Linked DNA regions of Ovis aries: region 2 is linked to region 1. A link is a contact called in public Hi-C data. All regions are on one chromosome and are shown on one strand. The core of a region is the stretch at or near the end of the contact, and the rest is flanking DNA. Distances in the headings are between cores, read along the strand shown. Region 1 holds the start of CALM2 (calmodulin 2). Region 2 overlaps TTC7A (tetratricopeptide repeat domain 7A).

Evidence for each region. Hi-C and Micro-C count contacts between places; a contact is called where the count stands out from the background.
Region 2: a Hi-C map of liver shows a contact between it and region 1, with 7 times the contacts expected there. The contact joins the enhancer-like site here to the promoter of CALM2 in region 1. A contact is called at or near these places in 7 of 16 Hi-C or Micro-C datasets (blood, hypothalamus, liver and 3 more).

The regions. Positions count from the first base shown.
Region 1 is chr3:77,210,107-77,216,164 of ARS-UI_Ramb_v3.0, reverse strand. It overlaps CALM2 (calmodulin 2), which reads right to left and starts at 2,896. Exons shown (of 6, transcript NM_001009759.1): 1 at 2,826-2,896. The coding sequence starts at 2,828.
Region 2 is chr3:77,354,542-77,361,351 of ARS-UI_Ramb_v3.0, reverse strand. All of the region lies in intron 5 of TTC7A (tetratricopeptide repeat domain 7A), which reads left to right. Among named protein-coding and RNA genes, the nearest start is that of TTC7A, 36 kb to the left of the region's middle. Within about 2 kb of position 5,556, at least 31 of the 54 cell types and tissues checked have an H3K27ac peak or open chromatin away from gene starts, as enhancers often do. A contact at or near this core is called in liver, where this site is marked.

The sequences.
Region 1 (6,058 bases), core at 1,647-4,146:
GAGAAAAACAGAGTCTACTAATCTAGACTACATGTGTGACCTTAAGGGAATTATATGCCTATTTAACATTTCCCAAATGGCATTCAGAATTAGGTATGGATAACCACGGAGCTTATCTAGTCAAAGGTGGTATAAAAACAATCCAAAATTCTTATCTCAATAAATATATGAGCCCATAGGCTTGAAATGGAACAAACTTTCATTTTGCATTCATTCCTGTTTACTCCAAGTATTACTTAGATACAACAAATGCTTCCATGCAAAGCAAAAATTTTTCTACTTTCAGAAGTCAGGGCATTTGTTTTACCTATATCAAAAGCAGTCTCTAAGTTATTTCAATAGAGTTTAAAAGATACCTTTAATTCTGATAGAACAGTATCTTGGCCCAAAAGGGAAACTAGAATAAATTACTTAAAAATTAGGACCTTTACTGAAGGCCTAATTTGATCAGTCTATCTGAGCTTAGAACTTTCAATACTTTAACAGAGGCATAATTAATTTCTTTAGTCTAACAGAAACAGATCTTCTTGCTGTTCGATGGGTATTTACTTGGATTCAAGTGACCAAAAGTTCCACGTCTTCACATCTTTTACTAATCTCATCACCCCTGCCTCAAATCTTCTTAAACTAATCAATTTCCCTTTCAATGACTATATATCAACTATATGTAAACCCAAGAGCCATGTGAACAAACTTATTCCGTATCAAATAAATGTTCATTCTTTGACTTTATGGAATCTTAATTTTAAACCTTCAGGTCTTGTAATTATAAAATTACCTATGCCACCGGTAAAGAACCTGCCTGCCAATGCAGGAGGCATAAGACAGGAGGGTTCCATCCTTGGGTGGGGAAGATACCCTGGAGTAGGAAAGGGCAACCCATTTCAGCATTTTTGCGCAGAGAATCCCACAGAGGAGCCTGGCGGGCTACAGTCCATAGGTTCGCAAAGAGTCTGACACAACTGAAGTGACTTAGCAAGGATGCTTCCCAATTTAGTTAACAATGACGGTCAAAAACACTCAAAACAGTAATGACGTGATCAGTAACTACAAAAGCTTACTTTTGGCAAAGGACCACGAAAGGGTAGATACAAACTGTGCCTCATCAAGAAAATCTGAGATCTTGATTTAATTATCAGTGATTAGAAACAAACTTTTCATTTACATAATATAAAAAAATTCACCCCACAATTCAGATCCTTAATTACATGCTTTTATTTTCACCTAAAATAGTAAATTCAACCAGCATATTCAAATTTAGGATAAAATAATTAAAATATCAAAATGGAACGGGTACATCAAACAAATGTGAACTCCTCTCCCCACACCCATACAGGGTGGAGGTTTCAGTTGGCAAGGATTCCCAACTCCTGTTTAAGATGTCACCTTGCCTCCTGGACACACCCATCGCCTGTAACCACTTGGCAGAAGGAACCACAAAATAAGTATTGCAAATTACCGCTCTCATTAGACTTTTTTTTAACAGGAAAGAGCAAGAGTTCCGGTCTCAAGTGACAGGAAAATGCTTTAAAAAAATCCCGTCCCCCTATATACTCTTTTATCACCATAGTCTTTGACAATCATTAATGTACAAATGAATTAAACTGCACCTAAAAGATGACCTGGCATTTTCGCTACGGAAATAGCTATTTTCAAGGGTGTTGTGCGGGGCAATACAGTGTTAACGGATCTTAAACATTTCAACGTGCACGTGAGCACTCAAAAGAGGACTGTGGCCCCTGTCAAAGGCATCCTTCCGATTGTTACTAGAGGGTAAGACAGACTTTGGCAACAGAACGGGAGTCACCTCCGAGCTGGCTTTCGGTGAGTGAATAGAAAAACGCCTTTCAAACGCCAGCTGGAGTCTCTGGCTTTCTCTAACGAGATGCGCAGTGCGAGGCTGCGCTTAACTTCAGATATAGTCATTTCCTTCAACGACAAAACCACTTAAATTTTTTTTAGATTTAGCCTGGGAAGTGGAATTAGGCCTCAAGGCCCATATGTAGCAGAAAGATCAGGATTCACCGAGCTTCCTCCTAGCCGCCGGGGGTGGGGGTGGGGTGGGGGATGGGAATCGGACGAGGCTGACCTCCCCAAACGTTGCCCGACCGGACGACCCCGCAGCGCCGCGGGACGCCCAGACCTCCGCAGTCCTGCAGGTGCCAGCGCAGCAGCTGGGGCTCGAGCCGGGTCTGGCGAGCGACGGCCGCGGTCCCGAGCCCGCCCCGCCCCCGGCCGCTCCCCGCGGACTCGGCCCACTCAGCTAGTCCGCCCGCCCGCTCGCGCGCCCCCAGCTCCCTCCCGGCCCAGCACGCGGGGGCTGCGGGCTAACGGCGGCGCCGGCGCTCGCCCCGGGCCTCGCGCGCTCCCGCCCGCCCCCTCGGCGCATGGCGGCCGCGCGCGGACAAAGGCGCTTCCTGGCGCCCGCACCAACCGTCCGTTGAGCTTTTGAATACGGCCCCTGGCTGACCTTTTGAGATGCCCGACCCAAGGCTTCTGCGCTCCCGCTCCTCCCGCCCTTCCACCCTCGCCTACCCCGGCTGCCCCCGCCCCGGCTCCATCCTCATCCTGCCTCTGAGGACCTCCAAGGTCCCGGGGGCGGTGCGCCTGGCCCCCGGTACAGCACGGGACACCTCCCTGAGGAGAGTGGGGGTGGGGGAGCACCTGCGACATAACCGCCGTGGACGCCCCCAGCCTCTGGCGCGCCATCCCCCTGGCGAAGACCAATCCTAGAGAGTGTGAGAAAGGCTAGTTCCCTTTCGTCCATTCGCTTCAGCCCCTTACCCCCTACAGGCCGAGCGCCCGCAGCTTAGCGACGCACTCACCATGCTGCAAGCGTTACCGGTCTCCGGGACGCAATCACACAACTACTCAGCTCGCTCGCTCCACTCGGACTAATTCTCCCCCTCCGCCCCCAGCGCCTCATAAACACCTCCCTCCGCCAGATCCCTCCGCCACACTTCAGATAACGGAACATCATAAACGAGTCCCGGCCAACCCCCTCCCCTCCAACTCCTCTCGAGACCCTTTTATCCACAATTATGTGAAAGACGATGCAAAAGATAAAGGGAAGGGGACGAACGGATGACGTAAGTGTGTTTCACTCCCTAGAGAGCCGTTGAAGAGCCGGTGGAGTGGCGCCTGAGAGGCGCTACTTTGCGGCGCGGAAGAGCATCGTAGTAACGACGCGCAGCGCGATGATCGTTGAAGCCTCCTCTGATTGGCCGGTTCGTACCTGCAATGCGTCACTGGGGCTCGCAGCCGCTGCCGGGACGCGGTGCAGCTTCTGCCGTTGCGGCTCGGGCCGCGCTGTCCTGGCAACTGCGGTTGGCTGGAAAGCTTTCCTCCTCCACCCATCCTTCCTCGCTACATTTGCACGAAAGCTTTCCCGCCCCGCTGTAGGGGGGTCTACGAAAATAGCGATTAAGAATGAAGCTGAAAGACCCAGTGAAACCCGTACCCCGCGCTCTTCATCTCAGCCTCGTTTATTCGCCTTATGGAGGCCACACGTTTACCATGTAACTCCGCCACAAAGCGAAAAGTGAAAATCACTCAGTCGTGTCCGACTGTTTGTGACCCCATGGAATTCTCCAGGCCAGAAGACTGGAGTGGGTATCCTTTTCCTTCTCCAGGGGATCTTCCCTGATCAGGGATCGAACCCACGTCTCCGGCATTGCAGGCAGATTCTTTACCAGCTGAGCCCACAAAGCCCATGAAAATCTTGGTAAGGGCGAATGCAGCTGCTCACCTGGCTAATCCTAAAGGAACTTCCGTTTATACTTCCCCTTTGCTGGCTGACAGTAAAGCAGCTGCCTACAATGCGGGAGACCCGGGTTCAATCCCTAGGTCGGGAAGATCTCCTGGAGAAGGAAATGGCAACCCCCTCCAGTCATGGACGGAGGAGCCTGGTGGGCTACAGTCCATGGGGTCACAGTCAGACACGACTGAGCAACTTCGCTTTGCCTTCATCATGGGGGTAATTTACCGGGGGAGGGCGGGTTAAAAAACGCAGTATACAAAATTCCAATAGCCCCTTGATACTGTGGAATAATAGGGTTCTGGCTTGGAGTGAGACCTGGGTATGAGTACTGGTTGGGTCAGATGTACGACCTTGGATGAGACGTTTAATCTTTAGCCTCATTTGTAAAATGGAGGTTACAATACCTATCTTGAAACGTTATAAGAATTAGAATCATATAAAGATTATCATCTCGGAGAAGGCAATGGCACCCCACTCGAACACTTGCCTGGAAAATCCCATGGACGAGGAGCCTGGTGGGCCACAGTCTACGGGGTCGCTAAGAGTCGGACACGACTGAACGACTTCACTTTCACTTTTCACTTTCATGCATTGGAGAAGGAAATGGCAACTCACTCCAGTGTTCTTACCTGGAGAATCCCAGGGACGGAGGAGCCTGGTAGGCTGCCCTCTATGGGGTCGCACAGAGTCGGACACGACTGAAGCGACTTAGCAGCAGTAGCAGCAGCAGCAAAGATTACCATCTAGGTAAAGCGTTGAAGTACCTGGTACAGGATAGGCACACAGTGGTTACCATAATAAAACCATCGTATTGTGTATATGTGATCATACTGAGTTTCCTAATGAATTTGCCCTTTTGAGTCTTTAATCTCTCAGGTTTAAATGAACATTTTTGAAGCCACATAGAAATTAGCTCTGAAATTGGCAACCACTGTTGGTGGGAATGTAAAACAGTACAGCCGCTTTGGAAAATAACATGGCAGTTCCTTAAAAAATTAAAAATAGAATTACCATATGATCCAGCAATTGTGCTTCTTGGTATATACTCAAAAGAACTGAAAGCAGGATCTTAGAGATATTGTTACACCCATGTTCATGGCACTATTCAAGACAGCTAAAATGTAAAAGGGATCCAAGTGTTCATCAGCGGATGAATGGATAAGCAAAATGTGGTATACATCTGTTGTACATAAATGGCATATTATTTGGCCTTAAAAATGCTGCAATATGCCACAACATGGATGAACTTCAAGGACATTATGCTAAGTGAGGTAAGTCACAAAAAGTCATATATTGTATGATTCCATTTATTTGAGGTATTTGGAATACTCAAAAATCACGGAAACAGAAAGTAGAATGATGGTTGTCAGGGAAAGGGGGAATGAGGAGTTATTGTTTAATGGGTATAGATAAGAGTTTCCATTCTACAAGATGAAAATAGTTGTGGGGATGGACGGTGATGGTAGCACAACATTACGTATTTAGTACCACTGAACTCTACACTTTAAAATGGTTATGATGGTAAATTTTACGTGTGTTTTGTCACACATGAAAATTTTTTTTTTAATTTTTGAACCTTTAATTTGGAAAACTTTAGATATAAACTATATACAAGTGGACTGTAGCCTACCAGGCTCCTCTGTCAGTTCTCCAGGCAAGAATACTGGAGTGGGCAGCCATTCACTTCTCCAGGGATATACAAATGGAGAGAAAAGTATAACAAAAAAAAGTACCAATCACTCAGGTTTACAGCATTCTGTCATTCTTGTTTCATATATTCCCCATACCCAATTTAAAAACAATTACCTTCTTGGTCCCACCCAAAATAAGCAAGGGTGTGTATAACCTGGAATATTTAACAAGTGAATAGCAATAATTTACGTATCGTATAAACTCATTTGAAAATAATGTAATTGTTACCTTAGAGGGGGCTTAGAGGATTTGGCCCACCACAGAGTTTCCAAAGAGGGTTTCCAGAGAACATGACTCCTTCATTGAGTCTGACATGATAATGTCAGGCCAGGAAAAAGCGAAAAGGCAGGGAGGAATAGAGCAGCAAGTTTAGATGAAAGAAAGAACAAAGGCAAGCAATTACATGGCACAGTGGAGGAGTGTCAATGGTTAGGCATTACCAGGATGAGCCCACTTCAGGAGATAGTGCTGGGAAGTTAGGAAGAAACTAGGGATTCATGCTCAAACTGCAGTTCCTCAAGAATGTTGGTAGAACCAGAAAAAAATCCTCTTAGGCCACAATAAGACTTCATAATTTTCTGGTTAAAAAGCACAACCTTGTAAAAC
Region 2 (6,810 bases), core at 4,307-6,806, 140 kb before region 1:
CCAGATAATCACTATTAACATTTGATATATGTCTTTTCACATTTTCCTATGTATAGATATACAGGTGTATTTTTTCCTTTTTTTTAAACAGCAACAAAACAGTATCATAATTTATAGTACGCTGCCTCGTAGCCTGCGTTTTCCACTCAGGGCTTGGTTGCAAGCCTCTGTTGTGCCCTTGCTCATCTCTTTTCCCTATGAAGTTGCTCCCTGTGGGGTCAGGGGAATATGGCCAGGCCCACACCTGCAGGTGGGCTTAGGACTTGGTGGGCTGTGTGGCTGGGACAGTCATCCTTGAGCTGGGCTTTGAGGGAAAGGAGATTCCCAGAGACAGGAGGAGTCTGGGTGGGGCAGAAGATAGGATGGGGCTGAGGATTCTAGATGGGAACTTGGGACGCTCCAAGGCCAAATACACTTGGGAAACAGTGAGTTAAAGACTATCCAGACCCTGTAGGAACTCCAAGGAGCTTGAACGCAGCTGGTAAATTTTCAGGAGGAGGCAAAGGCACGTAAAGTTTTCAGCTTGGTTTGACATGGAGCCCTTGTTTGGGGTGGGACTCTGAGGGGGATCAGCTGGATGGAGGCATGGTTTCTGGCCCAGGCAGCTTTTCCATCCAGCAGGCATTCCAGTCCCATCAGAGCCACGTCCCATTTGGGGTGTTGGAACCTCTGAGCTTCAGCGCTTAATACCTGGAAGAGAAGGAAGCAGAGTCCTTGCCCAGAATGTGGAGCAGGCGGTGGCGGGGCTACTCCCCGGAGGCAGAGGTGGCTGAGATGGCCGGAGGTGGGCCTGGGCCTGGGGAGAGGTGGTCCTGCCCCAGCTGGACCCCAGCCTGAAGGAGATCTGTGACCCCCTCCCTTCTCCCTGTCCCGCCCTCCTGGTAGAGGCAGTGGGTTGCCCCACAAGTCCTGTCCTCCAAATGGTAAGAAACGGGAGACGGTCCTGGCCAGGGACACAGGCTCCCTCCTTGCTCTTCCCTCATACGTGAACACCCAGCCCAGCACCCTGTTCGCCACAGCTGCTTAGAAAGTCATTAGCATTTATTTGTATTATCTTTTAGAAGCACTCCACAGCTAGATGGGCTGCTGCCTCAAGCTTTAAATTTACACTTAAAAAAAAAAAATTCTCAAGTGCTAGGCCAGGGAGGTGGTGGTGTCCCCATTTGGGATGCGAGGATCAGGAGGCCCAGAGAGCCGAGGCAGTTTTCTTCCCAAGGGTGGTACTGGCCTGGGTGCCCCTGGGTGCCTCACACCAACCAGGCCAGGGAGGTGGGGCCATAGGGTGGCACCCTGTTTGCCCTAGCTCCATCCACCATCTGCTTTTTTGTTCTTCTTTGATTACTGAACCTCAGTTTCAGTGAGATGGTGGCCTGGCAGGCTGGTTCCTGTTTTTAGTGCTCAGGCAGCTGCCACCTGGCTGCTTCCCTTCAGCAGGAGACTGTTGTCACCCTGTTTTTGCAAATAAAGTTTTATTGGCACATAGCTACACCCATTATTTGCATATTGTCTCACCCACAGAACTGAGTAGTTGGGTTTGAGACTGGATGGCTAATCCTAAAATGTTTATTCCCTGGCCCTTTACAGAAAAGAGTTTGCTGATGCCTGCTCTCTGCTTAAAAATTCCTTCCTGTCAGGGCCTCTCGCAGGAGAAGAGGTGCTCTTTTCCTGTAGGGGAGCCCTGTGGAGCAGACGAGTAGATTTTTGGGAGAGGGAACAGTTGTTGATGGCACTGTGATGGCACCCCGCTCCAGCACTCTTGCCTGGAAAATCCCATGCACGGAGGAGCCTGGTAGGATGCAGTCCATGGGGTCGTGAAGAGTTGGACACGACTGAGTGACTTCACTTTCACTTTTCACTTTCATGCACTGGAGAAGGAAATGGCAACCCACTCCAGTGTTCTTGCCTGGAGAATCCCAGGGAGAGGGGAGCCTGGTGGGCTGCCGCCTATGGGGTCGCACAGAGTTGGACACGACTGAAGCGATTTAGCAGCAGCAGCAGCAGCATGGCTTGTGGGAGCTTAATTTCCCGACCAGGGATGGAACCTGGGCCGCAGCAGTGAAAGCACCAAGCCCTAACCACTGGACTGCCAGTGAGTTCCCCAGGTGGTTCTGATTTTAGTGTTCTGTGCCCTTCATTCATTCATAAGAAATACCCCTCTTGCTAATACATGCCACGTATTAAGTGCTGAATTTGTGCATTGCTTGCTTGTGCACTTTGTCCTTCCAGCACTCCTCTGGGGTGAGTACTGTCACTCACATCCCCACTTTACAGATGGGAAACTGAGGCACAGAGAACACAAGTGACTTGTCTGGAGCAGAGCTAGGACTGTGTATGCTGGTCTTGCCTCGCACCATTAACCACCAGGCTATACTGCCCACAGCAGATACCCAGGTTCAGACCCCATGGCCACCCCCCGAGGTGCTCACAGCCTGCCACGTGTTCCTGCAAGTATGCCCCTACTTGGTGTGCATGGTCTCAGCTTCTGGTTTGAAGAGTCGGTGGTCGTCAGAGCAGAGCTAAGGAATGGGGAGCCACTCAGTGACCCTGAGTGAGTTCTTCCTCTGCCCCCACCCTCACCTCTAACAGGGGGTCTCTGTTTGTCTTGCATCCCAGGGTGTGAGGGTCCAAGAGGAGAGTGGGAATGAAAAGACACTGGCGTATGGAATTCAGAGCACTGTTAACTCCCTCTCCACTGAGGTCCCCTTCCCTTCACCCCTCAGGGCTGCCTGCTCCCTTCCGCATACCAGCTTCTCTGCTGGTATGATGAGGTCAAGGTGAGCATCTTGGACAGCCAGGAGGGAAGGAGAGAGCCAGCAGTTATCAAGCACATGCTGTGTGCCAAGCTGGACCATGTGCTCTGTGAAGGAGGTCATGTGACTCCCGGGGCCAGGGCTCAAATGAGCTTGAGTTAGTTGCTTGACATCACTCCCTGGGGTTCCAGCTTCAGATTTGAGTGGCATGGAAACCCATGCCACTTAGGGTTTTGGGGGTGTCAGAGGGCAGCCTTGGTACTTGTGGGGTATGTGGGAGAAGGACAGGGTCCTGTTGATCCTTGCTGTGCTGAGTCAGGGCTCCACTTCCTTCTCTGGGACCCTGAGTCACATTCTCAGAGAGCGGCTCCTCTTCCGGAGCCCCTGCTCCTCCCGAGCTGGCCTGCTTCCTGCCCTGTCTTTGTTCCGCACACTCAGGCTGTGTGTGTGTGCGCGCGCGCATTTGCCTGTTGTGGGCAGAGGCATTAACCAGCCACCACCCCTCCGGGAAAGCCAGCATCATTTCAGTTCTTTTCTGAGGCTGTCACTTTGTTCCCCTGTCTTTGTCCTCTGCCTCCTGAAGCACAAATTTCAGTCCTTAGAGCCAGGATGCCAACTCCCCCAACCCCTGCTCCACCCTGCCTCCCACATATAGACAAATAGAGACTGAATCATCATTTTTCTCCCAGCGAACAGCCCGAACTTTTGAAAGCCTGAGTGTGAGGAGCAGTTCTCAGGATGCGTGGCAGCAGCGCGGTCCTTCCCTCTCTGTTTCCTGTGAACTCATCCAGCCCAGAGGTGACCCTGGAATGTGACAAAGATAAAGTAGTCCTGGGTGCCTGGGTGGGCTTTGAATAATGTCTTTATACCTTTCTTCTTGATGGTCGCCGATACTTGTTGAATACTTACTGCGTGTCAGGCAGAATGCTGATGCCTTTACATGTAATCCTGTAAAGTTGGAACTAGTAATATCCCCATTTTCCTGAAAGAGAGGTTAAGGAACTTGCCCAAAGTCACAAGGCCAGCAGGTGGTGTTGCCAGCAAACCTGGTGCTGAACTGTGTCTGTCCCACCCACAGCCTGGCCCCACACTTGAGAACCACGGTCTTAGCTCAGGGTGCAGAGGCTGGAGGTCAGGGGGAGACGGATGCAGATGCCTGACACCCTCGTCACTGTCTCTGGGGCAGCTCTGGAGAGTCTTTTCCAGGGCTCCAGAGCCGTTTGCTGGTGGTTAAATTCACTCCCATTGCCTGGGCTCTTGGGGTGTTTGGGAAGGGTTGGGAGAAACCCTTTGCTGTGTTGAAAGAGGTCACAGCCCAATAGCGGAAAGGTGGCTAAGATGGAAAAGCCCTGAGGAGAGACAGCAGCTCCTCTCCCAGCTTGCTGCTGAGAGCCCCCTGAGTGCTGCCCCCAGCTGCCAGGCCGGACGAGGTCCGTCCTCACAGGGCCCACGTCTGAGCGGGAGCTGTGGGAGCCATGTGTGGATGGTGGACAGTGCCCTGTGCTGGAGGAAAAGAAGGCAGGGGGTTGGGCGCCGCCTGGGACAGGGTGGACTCTAGGGAGACATTTTGTTCTGACAGGCTGGGTGGAGTGGAGTCCCTGGAGCTCCGGCACTGTTGGGTGTTAGAGGACGTTCATTAGAGCCAAAGAACAGGAGGAGGTGGTGGTATCTGCTTCTCAGACTCTGGGCTGGAATCTGAGAGCTGGAGCTCATTCCCGTGTGGGTGTGGTGTGGACCCAGGCTCCAGAGGGTCAGAGGAGAGCCTGCTGAGAACGGGGTGCCCAGCCCCAAGGGCCAGATGACCACGAGTAGTGCTGGCTCCCAGGGCCTGGCTTGTTGAGGATTGAGGATTGATCCCTCCAGTTGAGGATCTGCGTAACTTAAAGGGTGTGGTGCTCTCCACTGTGCAGTGTGAGTGGTGTTTGCTTGGCCTCCAGACAGTGCTGCTCCTTTAATCCTGAGCTTCACTGAGGCCTGGGCCTCCCTCATGCTGCCCGCTTACTCATTCAGTGTCTGAGGGACATTCATTTTTTCCAAGGGCCTTGCCCTATTGATCCTGCAGTTAATTTCCCCAGCTGACTCCTGCCCCTTGCTCTGTGACTGATGGCAGAGTTCCTAATTGACCTGGGACTGAAAGTGCTGGCCTGAAAGTCCAGAGTTGAAGGCCCCTCCCAAGGGGCAGGGACCTGGGATACCTGGGTTCCACTTCCCCCTCGCTGCCACCAGAGGGCAGCCGTGGACTCTGGTTGGAGCCTCACCCCAGGCAGTTCTGTGGATGACAACTGCCAGGAGGAGGCATCTCTCAGTTGGGGGTTGGTGAGCCCAGGGTCTTGGCTGTGGGGGAGGCTTGGTTCTCCTTTGCATGGAGCAGTTCCAGGAGTGAAGCAGCAGGGGGTAGCTGAGGGTGGTGCAATGCCAGGGAAACTGTTGATGACCCTGACCTCACTAGAACTGAGTCTCTGAGCATCTCCCAAGAAAAGAATTTGAGCTGACTGGGCTCCTTCCCCCACAGTGGGCAAGGGGCCATTTTCTCCTTGGAGTGTTTTTTTTTCCTTTCCTTCTCCCTAGATGTACAGAGCTCATTCTTGGCTCAGGTCTGGGAGCCAGCTTGGGTTATGTATGTTGAACCAGGTGGGCTGAATGTTTTGTGCATGCTCTTTAAAAAAACTTTTCAGTTGGTTTTTTTTTAATCACTAAAGCAATATTTGGTTTTGTACCAAAACCAAACAATAGAGAAGGGAATGTGTGTTTTCTAAGGGAGTTGCAGGGCTTGGCAGGCTGTGAAGCCTTATGAAAACACTCTCCCTTTTACTGTGTGTGTGTGTAGGTACCTTAGAAAACCCAGCCTGCTGTTGAGTATAACCCAGTGAGGGATGTGTCCAATCAGCAGTGATTTAGTATTCTCATCAGCCACCCAGTATCTGCAGTGCCGGGGGAGGGCAGGAGACAGATGGCTCAAGGGGGCATCCAGGGAGCAGAGTCACCCAGCAGCAAAACCCAGGAGAGCCTCCTGGTGGTCACGGAAGAGACCTCTTTAGGCAAAGGGAGAACTCGGAGGCCCATCAGAGAAGGCACATTCTTCCAGCCTCTCTCAATGCACAGTCTTTACTTATCGTCCTTACCCACTGCCCATCCCCTACCTCGCTAGACCGGTGTCCTTGCCTGGATGTCCTCAGGGCCCTGCCCGGAAGTGTCACAGTCTTTTTCTGGGGTTGGGAGTGAAGAGGAGAGCGTTAGTTTTTGAAACTGATGATGTGGTTCTGTGGCAGGAAGGAATAGCTTGATAACCATTTGAACTTCACCTGACCCTGCCTTCTGGTTCAGTCCTCCAGCTATTGGGGCCTGGCTGTGCATTTCTGGGTCTTTGACCAGAAACCTCTCATATGCGATTAGCAGTGCCAGCCCTGAACCGGAGACTTCCAGCCGGAGCCGTGCGTGCCAGAGCCTGTTTAGGTTCCACTTGGTGGTGATTCCATGTATTTTCTCATTCCCTGCTTCTCATTCTCCCCCTCAAGAAAATTTGTTGAGCGCCCTACTGTATGCAAAATATTTTGCTAAGCTCTTGAATAAATCAGGGGCGTGACTAAATTTATAGACCATGAGCACCTTACGTGCAAGCCCATAAATGAGCTATTCATTCATCATTCAGTCTTTTAATTCATCCCCCCTGTATTAGTTGGATGCCTGTTGAGAACAGGATAGTTGGTGTTCAATATCCAGTTCAGTTCAGTCACTCAGTCGTGTCTGATTCATTGTGACCCCATGGACTGCAGCACTCCAGGCGTCCCTGTCCGTTACCAACTCCCGGAGCTTGCTCAAACTCATGTCCATCGCGTCGGACAATATCCAGGTACTTGGTATGCAGTGAGCCCTTTGAAAAGACTTCGTCGAAGGAGTCCTGGAGTTCAAATAGCCAGGAAAGGGAAGTGTAACTATGCCAAGTCAGAACACTGTTGTCTTTCTGGAGAGTCTGGTTAGCTAGAAGGGAGTGAAATCTGAATCCCTTGGTGCCTGCAGGGAGCCCACCTTTTCCATTGGGTGAGTGATGGCCTAAAAAGGC